Regions from separate parts of the Rattus norvegicus genome. Here region 2 is linked to region 1. The links are chromatin contacts, called in public Hi-C maps. All regions are on one chromosome and are shown on one strand. Each heading gives the region's core, a stretch centred on a gene start, on an enhancer-like site or on the middle of the called end of the contact. The rest is flanking DNA. Distances are from core to core; before and after follow the strand shown.

Region 1 (6,816 bases), core at 3,553-6,052:
GAGGCATTCTTGGGTACAACTGAGACGCACGCAGCTCGAGGCCAAGGGCAGCTTGCTGAAAGGAACGGTCTTAGGGATGTCTGATACAAGCAGTTAGCTATAGAAAAGAAAGAGGTCAAAGAATGCAATGTAAAACCAGGAAGTACTTGAGCAGCTGTGAGAATACAATGAAACGCCTTGGAAGCCCTACCTGTTGAGCCACAGAGGAGAGAATGGAAGGTATCAGGCCTGGCCTTCCCACATCGCAAGCTCTTTAACACAGCCCCAGAACTTTGTACAAATCCTCATTGGCAGTCTAGCACTAGGAGCGCTTCATGCTAGGAGGGCTTTTCTCAGATGCTGCCAAGGGTTCTCCCTGTAACTCTCCTAAGCCCCACTATTTAAGGGCTGAACTCCCACATAAAACTTTGTGTCCGTGCTCGGCAGAAGCATCTTTTTGTGAGGACTGAAAACAAAGGCTATCGACAAAGGAAGGCTTTTCACAGGCCGTTTTCTAAGTCACTGGGTACCTGTAGCTCCTAAAAGCAGGATGGTGCCCGTGAATACAGTGCCATAGCACGGATCTGGGAACAAATGCTTCTGTTAATGCAAGTCACGTCTGTTTGGCACCTAAGATTCCTCTAACGGCCTTCTAGGTGGTCTCCCTTCTTCCAGAAATAGCCCCACTATTCCCTCCACAACCATTCTTCTGAACGGGAACGCAGATCTTTTGAAAACTTCACTTGGGGTCCGTTGCATTCCTCTAATCACTTCTGTCACCAAGACACAATCTACCCTCCTTTAGACAGGCCCAAGCACCTCTATGACTTCTTCTTCCTCTCTCTTGCGATGGCTCCTGCCAGACCAACCCACCAACCCACCTCAAAGGACCAGCTTACTCCTGCCTCAGGTCTCCCTGTACTGCAGTTTCCTCGCCCCAGATGCTGTGAAGGCTCACATCTGTCAATGGCTGGGATGTTTGTCTACCCTTCTCTGGAGGGCCTGGTCTGAGCCGTGCCTGAGCATGCACACCCAGGTACGCCTCTCTACTTTCTGCTGACTGCACAGGATCCACCTTACGCATGCACTTCTTATCTTACTTTCTATGGCGTTACTAAATCCCGAAGCGTTCAAAATGCCTGTCACTGTCGTGTGTGTTGCAATCTGAGAGGATTGGAGGATTACCTGAGCAAGCACTGCCCAGCCAGAGAAAATACAACCAATTTCCCTGAAGAATTGCCAGCACAAGAGGAGGTGCACTGAGCCCTGCCTTGAAACCTCCCCTGCGGTTCCCTCTGTGTTCAGCCTGTCCCATGCCATCCATCCAGAGCCTAGGAAGCAAGGGAGCTAAGTGTCAGGGCATAGGCTACACCCCTCTTCCCTCTTATCACCAGTGTACCCTAAACTAGAGAGTAACGCTGGCTACACTTAATAGCCTCTGGCTAAGGACTATCTTTCTTGTTCCTCCCAGTTAAGGAGGCCAAAAAGTGGCACAAATCTTGGTTTGGACATCAATGGGTATATAAGGCACTTCCTGGTTAGAACTTGTTCTGGATTTCCCCTGTCTTCAACAGATTAAGGAACATGCAGATGGGATTAATTACTTACCTCACTAAAGGCCTCAAGTCAGGTTTGTGTGAACCAATGGGACAGATCCCTCGGTTCACTTTAAATATCATGCGGCTTATAAAATTCAGCTAATGTAGTGTGGGGACTACAGTGGTATCCCCACCCCTACTTCTGTGGCTTTATTTTCTACTATCTCATTTACTTTGGGTCGACCATGATCCAAATTATTAAAGTATAAACTTCCGGAAATAAATGATTCATAAGCCTCAAGTAGCTGTTGAGCATACTGTCCTATTGCTGTATTATTACTCACTGTGAATCCTTAGCTGTCCTGCTTCCGTGTGGGAGAGAGGACACAGAAGGGACATAGGAGCTCTGCTGTACACGTCTTTAAAAACGCCTCGCATTCCCTGCTTGGTTAAGAAGCAAATGACTCCTTTAATGCTTTCCTTATTATTAGCTTCTTAATGCCTCAGTATAGTTAGCTTTAAAAGTTTAGTCAGACATATTCAGTCAAAACCTGAGGAGCAGGCAGTACTTAAGGCTACTTCTCGTGTCTTCTGAACTGAAAACCACAAGCACTTCTCAAGCAGAGAGTAAACTACTTCCCATATACAAAAAAAGTACTTCATCGGCATTCCTCCCGGGAACCTAGCCTTCCAGTCTGCACCCCGGGAAAACAGTCCGCTAATGCAGCGAGAACTGGAACACATGAGACATGACAGAGCACTGCAGCGGTCCTCACTGAACCACTCCTTTTCCTTGTGGGAGTTCAAGTACGATGAATGGGTCCAGATGGAGTATTTTTCTTGGTATTTTGTTAGATTCACATTTTTCAAAGCTGTAAACTAGATAAGGTAACATCTCTCTTGTACCAGCACCAGTTTGCTGTTTTTAACCTAAATATAACACTTGATTTTTATTTCTCCAGTATCTCGAGAAGGGAACCGAAATTAGCACATCCTAACGCACATACACAGGTCTGACTCTACGTTCAGCAGACATTTTCTCTGCCGCAGAGGAACTCCAGGCCGTGACTCTGAGATGACCTCTTGCTGGAGTGGAAACATGGGAAGCCATTTCCCATGGATCTGACCTGCTGCTTTCAAATTCAGGGTCATGCTTGATTTGTCCTTTCTCTTCCTCAGACAACTACCTGTTTCCTATGACAAGTATCTGCCTTTTCTACAAATAGGGTAGCAGAGGGCTGGCCTCAAAATGGTGGCTCTTCAAGCCATGGCAGCGGGTCCATGCCCAAAGCACATTCTCAGAGTTGGAAAGGGTCTTTGGCATCATCAGAGGCAACCCCTGACCCCATGCTATCGCAGCTCCTACTCTGTGGTAGAAAGGACCACAGTCTTCCATTACACTCAGTTTCACTTGCTGAGGATACAAGCTTTTGGGCTCAACCAAGGTCTGAAAATATTAAGTAAAACATCTCTCAAAGTAGAAATATGCAAGTTCAAATCATTTTTTCCAAAATATTTAATTATAACTGAATTTTAATAATTGTCTAGCTCTTGTTCTGACTTATAAATCTCTTGCTCTGATATATAATATGCACACCACACACACACACACACACACACACACACACACACACACAGGAAATGTACGGCTTTCAGGCAGTCACCTGCAGTGCTTTTTTAAAAAAAAATACATTTCCTGTGAGTGTGAACATTTATTGTCCAACTGTCTCATCACAAGCTCCTTGTAAAACCACAGCTTTCACAGTAACAGCAGTTCTTAGGCCTAGCTGATCACCGAACACTACAGGACAGTGACCCCTTCCTACCTGCATTTAAGGAATATCTGGAATGGCAAGGCAGAAGTTGCCATTTTTCTCAGCTGTAAACTGCAATTTTATCATCACTTGGGTATCTTACACATCTCAGAGAGAAAAGTCCTGGTGAACATTTACACGTGTCTTTAACACAACTGAGGACTATTGAGCGAGGTGCACCAGCACAGGCCTGTAAACACTTCCCCTGGGTGGGTGGAGGCAGGATTGTTGAACAGTCAAGGCCAGCCTCGTCTATATAGAAAGCTCCAAGCCAGCTAGGACCATAACGTGACCCATTTCAATAGCAGTAAAACTGGAAAAACTGGGTTCCTTGAAGCAAATAAAAGGAGAGGAAAATATTGAAATCTCATTTTACTGATGAGAAAACTCTGGTCTATAAAGAATACCTGCCTATCGATAGAGAATATGCCTCCATATGTTAAATCCAACAACTGCCCAACAGCCCAAGGCTCTAAATGCATCCCTACAACAATGCATCTCTTCTACTAGTCTGCTGTCATGCCCAGGCGTCCTCCTCCTCAAATGGTTTTATATTTTCCCAAGTACCTATCATAGTCACTGCTAAGTCTTTGCTTTGTAGCATGTAAAATGGACATATATGGATAGTCAGTATAAGACACTCCACTTCGAGCAATTCAGCCCTGCATAGCACAGAATAGTTACCAACACATTCCTGTCCAACGAGAAGGTGACCACAGTCTCCTACGGTATAACTCGCTGCAAGGTATGTGAGAAGCTAATAACTGCTCACTGAACATCCATTCTCTGTTTCAGTCTTGGACACCCTACTGGGTTTGTTGGTGTCCGGAGATTATCCAATTAAGTTTTTATCTTGACAGTCTCCATTGAGTCTATGAGTGACCCATGTAATGAAGACTACACACAAGTGATCTTTTAAAGGATATGATGAATGGTAGAAATAAATGTGAAACTCCTGGAGACTGCGTTTTGCAGTTACAACTTTCTAAGCCAGAATCTTAAGCCCTCCAAGCAGTCTGAGCAGCTCCCAGAGGCTTCCTAAGCACCGGGTTCTATACTGAGGCAGCAACAGTATTTTGCATATGACCAGATACCCAAGTCACAGCAGCCAATCAGAAACAGAATCCCAGTTTCATTCTGAAGCTTTTATCTATCCTTCATGAGATTACTGGAGACGGATAATGTAAGGTTTCACACACAATCTGCAGCCAAGTGGCCAACTGTGCGGGTGTCCAGTGGTGTGATCCTGAACAAATCAAATCCTGAAGCATCCGGATGCCCACAGACAGGGGCGGGACCTGGCCGCGCCCACGCGTGACCCTGCGGCCCCGAAGGGAGGCCACCCGCCCGGAGCCGAGGTTACCTGACATTGCCGCCTCCTCCTGGGGCACCGCACCCGCTGGCAGCGTGGCCAGGGGCGGCAGCCAAAGCACCAGCCACCACGACCCGGGGGGCATCACGGCCAGTGTAACGGAAGTGGCGCAGCGGACCCTGGGCGGGAAAACGGAGGTAAGAGTAGCGGGGGCGGAGCCGGCCTCGGCCCCGCCCTTCCGCGGTCCTCCGCGCGACTCGCCCAGTGGCCTCCAGGGGGCACTCACTTGCTTTCCTGCTTCCTGCTCCAGCGCCCGCGTGCAGAGTTGGCGGGCAGTTTAAAACAGAGGCAGGGCTCTCAGAGTTCTGGTGCCAGCCACCCAAAAAGGCAGGCCTTTCACAAGCAGCCTCTCAGAAATAAGACCAGCAAACCCCACTTAAATAAAAGCCTGGCTTGTTTGTTTGTCCCTCCCCTTTCTCCCTTTTCTATAAAATAGCAAAAAATTGGGAAGTTTGATGCTTAAATAAATTGTATCTAAGCTCATGAACACAGTACCTTTCAAAAAGCAAAAGGGTTCACTATTAATAAAGGGTCACTTTAAAAGAGATCTGGAGAGATGGTTCAGTGCTTAAGAGCACTTATTGCTCTTCCAGAGGACCCATGTTTTAGTTCCCAGCATCTACGTGGCAGCAGCCCCAACCATATTGCAACTATAGTTTCAGGGGATCCACTGTCCTCTTCTGACTTCTGCAGGCATATGGTACACAGACATATCCACAAGCTAAGCACCCATACACTTCAATTAAAAGATAAACCTTCTTTTAAAAACGAGGTTGTATTTCAAAAAATTCAAAGATGCAGTGAGTGTTCTAAGCATAACCAGCCTGGCAGAGATGGCAATACTCTGAAGCCAGCCTACTGAAACAGAAGTATCCGAGAAACTGGAATGCCCCACAGGAAACCACCCTGGAAGAGGAGACAGCCGCCACCAACCACAAAAGCATATTCTCTCCTAGAAAGAGACTCACAGAATACTGACAATCAAGATAGTTCTATGTTACAAACAAGCCTTCTTTGGTCTCTGGAAACCTTTCAATGTGACTTACTATTCTATACATGAAACAGGAAAGAAGGGTGTGGTGGCAGTGGACTGTAATCCCACCATTTGAGAGATAGTTAATCATGGGTCAAGGCGAGCCTCAGTGGCATACGGAATCCAAAGCTAGTCTGGCTACACGAGATCTTATTTAACTTTCCTCTGAGCACACGAAGCTAGAATAAGAATTGTGTTCCTTTCGCTAATTCCTCCAGTCTTTCACTAACAGCAATAAGTTCAATGTAATAGAAATCATTTTTTTTAATGGCCCAGCTTCAATTTTTCTTAAAGGTTTAAATAGGAAAGAATGTCTGAATTCTCTAAAGGAGGTTTTTAACCAAATGCCCCATATATATGTATACCTACTATGTGGCTGTAAAAGCTCAGAATTTTCTCTTTAAGAAATTACTAGGGGATGATTTTAAAAACAAACCATCATTATTTGAATCCTTCTTTTATCCATTTTCCCTGGGTCCCTTCAGTATACAACTTTTTGACCCAATTTTGTTCAATCTGGTTTGGTTAATTTGGGATAGTGCTAAGGAAAGCAACGGAAAGAAACACATGACCAAATGACTATTTACTTTCTCACAGCTGTCTCCAGTAGACAGAGAACAAGCAGAGATGTACTGTTTACAGGGCTTCTCTAAAAAACAAAACCACCTAATTACTAAATTGGTAGATGAATTTAGTAGGTTGTTTTCTTTTTTTGTGTAATTTAGGAATATATCAACCAATTGTTCTATTTATTACACAGCATGAACAAATACAAAATCAAGACAAGCATTTTCCAGATCTTGTTGACAAGCCTAATTGGAAAACAGAGAGGCAGGACCAGGAGTAAAGAGACCAGGAGTTAAGAGACCAGCTAGGCCTCATGGAGACCTGACTCAAACAGAAATAAGCAGGGCTGGTAGCACACATCAAGCTCTGGACATCACAAGTGCACACACACATACATACGTAAAAAAAAAAAATCCCCCATCTCCAACGGCTCATTCTAATCTGTCTGGGTATTTATTAAAGGTAATAAACTTGCCTTTATTACAAGTTTCTGCAAACTAGAAAATTCAGAGA
Region 2 (6,395 bases), core at 399-2,898, 170 kb after region 1:
TGGTTAGTTGTAGAAAGGACCAGCTCCAGACACATTTCCTTGTCCTTATAGCCTGCAGCACGGCAGAGGTCCACCCCATCAGAGCATAGCATGCTGGTTATGCCAACTGGACTCAGTTCCAGAGAGGGCTGTGTAGCGCAGGTGAGCTCACCAAGTTCATGAGTCACGAGGTTGCATAAAGCTACATGAACACCTCCCCCAGAGGCTTTTCAGAACCAACAATGTTTGCAAGCCATCCGAGTTCCCAATGAGGAATTAGAAGAATTTTATGGATTTCATTAGCCAGCCAAGAAATTGTCTTAGTAGCCCTGACTGTACTTTAACCACCCAAATCTAATTTCTCTTCACTGACCAGGGGCCGCAGCTGCATAAACACTGGCAATTGGAGTGGTGGGAGAAACTTTAGGCAGTGATTTCTTCTGAAGAATTTGAGGAACTAAGCATTTTTATTTAAAATACCAACTATTCTAGACAGGCTCGTCACCGACAGGGAAGATATTTCAGTTTAAATATATATTTAAGTATGTAAATACTTATATATTTTTGTATTTAAGTATATATCTACTCCATTGACATCACTCATTTGTAGAACATGTTTTTACAAAAAGAAGAAAAAAAAGGGTTTATTTAATAAGGTCTTTTTCTTTCAATATTATTATCCCATCCATTGTTGCAACATAAAGATGTGGTTTGAAGAATTTCTTTTCTCAAAGAATGCCTTGTATCCCCTTCAACCAAGTAGGCACACTTTGGGAGGCCAGCCAGTAAGTGGGGACGGCCTACTAGATAAAGCTCTTTTTTTATATGTACATTAAAACAGGATTCTACCTGTATTGCAGTAAGAACACACCATTAAAAGTTGAAATCTTTGCTTTGACACCCCTGTCCCCAAGGAAGGCAAAAACAGATTTAATTTTTTTTTCTAACATTTTGGCAATAGCTTCAGTTTTAGAGGTGCTTTAACACTTTCTTTGGCTAGAAAAGTTTATGCAAACCAAGCTCAAAATTTCTACACCTTGCCTTAAGAATTCTATTTTGACACATTCAAGACAGCACTGATGGTGTCATTTGCCTACAGGAAGACAACGGAGAATAGCCCTTAAAGTAACCCAAGGTTTCCAGACTTAACAAGGATGGCATTAAGTTACCAGGCCAGAGGTTTCCCTCCTCAAACAAGGACCCGGAGAGGGTGGGGACAGGGCGGAGTGGGAGAGGCGGGACAGGCCGCACCTGCGGTTTTGTGTCGCTCCCCCCTCGCCCCCCACTCTCCTGGGCTGGCCGGGTTGCGGGGCTTGGCAGGCAGCATTGTGAGCCGCTCCACAGAAGCCTGCTCCTCCGACCCGCGTGCGCGCCCCCACCCGCGCGCTCTCAGCTGCCGTGGGAATGGGCCACCCTCGGGACCGCGCCGAGCCTCAGCCCCGCCGGCCCCCACCCCCGCCCCGCGGCCGCCCACGCTGGGATCTGCGTCACTCGGCCGCGCGTGGGCGGGAGCCGGAGCGGCGAATGGAGCAAGAGCGGAATCTCCCGATGTGACAGCGCGCGGGGCGGGGCGGGGGCGGCGGAGGTGGCGGGGGAGGGAGAGGGAGAGGCCGAGGGAGGGGCGGCGGTAGAGGCGGAGGGAGGGTGCCCCGGGCCGCCGCCGCCCGCCTCCACCCGAGCCTCCGCCCGCGCGGCCAAGCGAGCGCCGTCGGGGCGGGCGGGGGACAGAGCGCACGCCCACCACGTCCCTGCCCCCCTCGATGGGCGCGGGGGCGTCCCGGCCGCCGCAGCCGCCGCAGGAGCCCGGCAGAGCCGTTGTCGCGGATCGCTCCGCAGCCGCGGGCCGCGTAGGTACCGGGAGGGCCTCGGGCCGGAGCGGGGGAGGGGGGGCACGGACGCCTGGCTCGGTCGGACCAACGCGTCCTGCCAGGCGGGGGACGCGGGCTGGGTGGGGAGGACGCGCTCGCGGGCCCGCGTGGGGTGCCAGCTCCGCGGCGACCGGGGACTTCCTAAAAGTGCCGCTGAGTCTCCGTTTTCTTCCTGTTATCCGCCCCTTCCTACTGTAGTTGTGCTTTCAAAGCGGAAGGAGAGTTTTGCTTGGAAGTGGCTTTCAGAAACTTGGCACCCAGGTGCAGGGGAAGCCGGAGTCGCCGAGCCTTGAGGCTGAGTGGGGAATGTGCAGACACGTGTAGGACAGAGAAGCTTTGGATGCAGGTGTGTGACCTTATGGGGACAGACACCGAAGTACAGTCAACCCGGGAGATCTGCAAGGAGTCTCCCGGGTAGAGCTGGAATTTGCGTTTGTAGGTTGTGCTGACCAAGTTTTGCGGCGGGCGAGCAGCAGGAACCGTGTCCTGGCTCAGGGAGGCTTGGGGAATTTTGGAGTGCCTGCTAATTTACAATTTGATCCGAAAGAGCAGGTTTGGAGTAAGTTGTCACTACCGATTGGTTTGCCAGTGACGTGCCTGCCAACTTTACGGAGTGCAAAGATCAGAATCTCTAAAGAGATTCTAGGATCTCGTTTAAAAATATTTTGGCAGTTTTAATAGTTAATATTAGATTGCATAGGCGCAGAGGAACCGAATTTAAAAATAGATTAGTCACATCCGAAATGGTTCGCTGTTTTGTACACGCAGCGAATTACCCTTTTTAAATATTCACTTTTTGAAAATTCTTTCTTTATACAAATACGTTATGACATTTATAATTTCTCTGCCGGTTTTAAGAAGAGATATTGGAGAGAGGATGTATAGGATCCAATGTATAGGATAGCCAACCAGAGTGGAGGCTCTCTTCCTGAGATTGAAAAGGCTGCTTCACACCCAGCTTCTGTGCCAGCACAAGTGACTTCCATCGAAGGTTTCTTCCTCCAGCTTGCATCTTTTGAGACATTTCATTCTGTTCTTTCATTAAGCTCAAGCAGATTAATAAATATGCTGTTGAGAATTTGTAGACGGGCAGCATGGTCAGCCTTCCTCGTCTCTGTTTCCTGTGTAGATATTGGAACATTACATCTTGAAAGAAAATAATTTCAAGGAGCGCCAGGGATCTAATTTGTTTCTTTTTTCTTTTCTTTCTTTCTTTCTTTTTTTTTTTTTTTTGACTTGACCATCTTTTGCTTAACCTGCCATTCCACTTCTGAGCATACTTTTTCTCTCCTGAGGCCAAGTCTCCTGTATTAGTGGCAGCAGGAACAAACTTATACACACGAAGCACTGTATATTTTACTTCATTCTGGCCCTTAGATGTGAATATGTTTCGGATGACAAATTCCTAAGATTGATATAGATGATACTGAAATTTTTAGTGAGCTATTATAATAATAAACTCCATCAAATAAGTAAATGATTAATCTTGCATAATCTTAACCTAAACTAAAAGTTTTTCTTTTGTTACTGGTTAGTAACAACCATGCCCTGTAGAAGCCTAGGCTTGTCTCCTTGTCATTATTTAAACAATCAGCTAAAGCACTTCCTATCTCTTTTATTTCAACTTTAAGAACATATGGTTTGTTGAAATTAGTACCGTAGATGCTTTGAAAGAAGAATTTGTTTCATACACTCTAGATTTTAAGAGTAAAAAATGGGTGGATAAAAGCAAGTGTGTTAGAGTTTTGTGTTTGGTGATTTAAATCTGTCTTAGAGTTGGGCCCTGGCTATTTCATTGTAATAAACATGTCTTTGTTGCATTTTTTAAAAAGGAAATCTCTAATTTTGACATAATGCAGATGTGTTTTGTATACCACAGGGCCATCATATATTTGCGTTACTTCCATGAAAGTGACCATCTTATGAACAGTTCCAAATGGTGCTAATGTGCAACTCTCTCCCATGCTCATATTTCACTGTGGATCTTATCAAACATAGTAAAGAACAAAAAGCAGCCATTTGAGTATCCTCTAAGGTTGCCAGCTCCTTCGCTGGGGTCTCACTCGTCTCTCGCCTCCTTTTTCTCATCCTTGAGTAGTCATTATAGTAAGTGCAACTTTCCTTTCTGATCTGACACGTTCAATAACTCATATTGTAGTAGGAGATACCCTCATCTTAATAATGGAACAATAGGGAAATTTCAGAAGCCGATGCTGGGAAAAAAAATCATTACTCTTCATCTTGAGAATTCTCAAAGCTAAAACATATCATTAAGCTTTCAAATAATGTGTCATTTTCCAGCACATTACATCTAGGAGCTGTATGTTAATTCACATGGTATGTCAATACTTTTCACAAAGGAACTTCTGAAGACCGTGAGATTCATATATGTATACACGTTGCCTGCAGTCTACCTAGATGCTCTTAATGCCTGCCAAATGCCTTCTCTATTGGCTGAACTATTCCCAGCTGTCGCTGGTGGTGGTGGAGGTGTTTGTCTGTTGGTATTAATATATAGCTGTTTAATAGACAAGTAAGTCCAATTTACCTTCTCCTAATTTTAAAAAAGCATGTTATAAACCTACCCCTTATTGTTTGGGCTGAATTTTAAAAGAGTCTGTTTAAAAAAAAAAAACCTACTCAGAATTGCAGGAAGAATCCATAGGGAAGAATACTTTAATTATCCCAAATCAGCATAAATCCCTTAGAAGCTGAGGGTGTAATTCATAGCTGTATAAGCAGTAAGACCTGAACTTGTCTTGACTTAAGATTTGTCACTGTGTGCTTGAGAGTATAGCTTGTGCGGAGTGTGCACATAGCTTCTGGTTGACCGTTCAACCCCCAGCACCAACAAAAGCCCAAATACTACCCCATACTTCTGAGTGAGTGTGTCTAAGGATGACTTCTTAGAACTTGATGAGTATTCAGGGAATGCAGCAGTCTTACCTAAGCCAGGAAATGCAACCGAACCACATGGAAACAGTTTCTAGCCTTGAGTTCTGGATTTTAGTATTGGAAGTGAGACATCTGCATGTCCTACAGGGTCCTCCTTTTCTAGGCACTTTTTTGAGTCTCTTCCTTTGCTGTGGCTACTGCTCCCTTCTCCCAGGCCTCTCTGCTTCCGAGCTACTCTCTGAAACTGGCTGGCCAATGTCCTCTTCATATTTAAAAGTTCACTTGTGGGGGCAGCAGATCTCACTTGGATGTTAGGGAGTGGAATTAATACCCCTTCATCTATAAATGATGCATGAGATCTTCAGTAAGTTTCACACAATGCTTTTCAAGAGGTTGCTATTAACTCAAAAGCTCCCAACCTGAAAGTTCAGACTCTGTTGCATAGATAAGTCAGGCCTCATGGGAGATGCTGCTCTTGATTTCTTGCTAGTCCCCGAAGAGTCTTCTGGACTGCCCTGGACCTCCTGAGAGTATATTAAATATATATTCAGAGATGCTAAATGTGTATGTGGCAATCGTTTTTTCAGTATTGCAGGAAAATATTTAAGAATAGACACGAGTCTGTTAAAGGGTAGTGTGATCTATAAGATGCTTGTTACTTATTTGAAACACACTACATTGGACGTTTAGGAACACAGACAAAAATGACCCAGGATCTCTCATAGTCTAACCTCTAATTTCTTTTTTAAAAATGCTGACCTGGGGGATTGGGTTCATATACAATGAATGTTACAGCTCTGGCATGTCTAGCTCCTGGACTTGGCTTTGATTCTTTGCTCTCTTAGGTAAATAGCCCTGCTATGAGTGTCTGCAGTGTAGCCTCCATGAAAGGATGAGGGACAGGAAAGGATGCAAAGGAAGGCGCTGCTGCCTGATGGGCAGTTTTGGAGACACCAAGTTACTGAGAGGGTGCCCATGAAGTAGGAAAGGGGGCTACTGCTGAGACTGACTCAAATATTAGGTTTCATTATATAGCCATGCTTGTAGAAATAGTGTTCCACACAGAACACTCTGCTGAGAATGATGGTGAATAAAAGGTTAATGAAACCTAATTCCTATCCTCAGGGTGCCTGTAACCAAACAGTGCCTGTCTTCAGAGCTGGGGTAAGCCCTTTGTTCTGAAGCTCCTTTTGTACAACACACTGCATCCTATTTATCACAGCACTTAAACATGTGCTTCTGCTTAACCGATCTTCATGAAGGACAGCCTTTCTTCGGGGTCATCTTCATGAAGGGCAGTCTTCCCTCGGGGTCCTCAGGACTGGCTCAGGATTTCACATACTGGAATAAGTTAAAAAAAAAGAAAGAAAACCAAAAACTGGGGAGGGTGTTGGGCAGAAAGAAAGGAAAACATTATTACTGTAGGCAGCCTGAAAACCAAGAGAAAAATCTATAGCCCAGCTGTATGGGAAAGGCCATGGAGCAATGCCCAGGTTGGGCCCTGAGAGAAGGGATGGAAGGTAGCTTACAGGACAGGGGAGGAAGGTACGGATAGTATATGTGTGATTTAGATTGCTTGTGTTAAGCTGTGGTAAACTTACAGAGAAGAGGGAAAAGCCATACCTCATTGAGTGGGAGCAAAAAGCAATGGAA

The links. A called contact is a pair of places that touch in the nucleus more often than the background predicts.
Region 2: a contact with region 1 is called in a Hi-C map of the A7r5 cell line, with 5 times the contacts expected there. The contact joins the promoter of Nab1 here to the promoter of Nemp2 in region 1. A contact is called at or near these places in 11 of 12 Hi-C or Micro-C datasets (the A7r5 cell line, the Rat2 cell line, Schwann cells and 7 more).

What each region holds. Positions count from the first base shown.
Region 1 is chr9:56,367,691-56,374,506 of GRCr8, forward strand. Nemp2 (nuclear envelope integral membrane protein 2) reads right to left here and starts at 4,803. Exons shown (of 9, transcript NM_001134642.1): 1 at 4,695-4,803. The coding sequence starts at 4,788.
Region 2 is chr9:56,543,994-56,550,388 of GRCr8, forward strand. Nab1 (Ngfi-A binding protein 1) reads left to right here and starts at 1,649. Exons shown (of 8, transcript NM_022856.5): 1 at 1,649-1,826.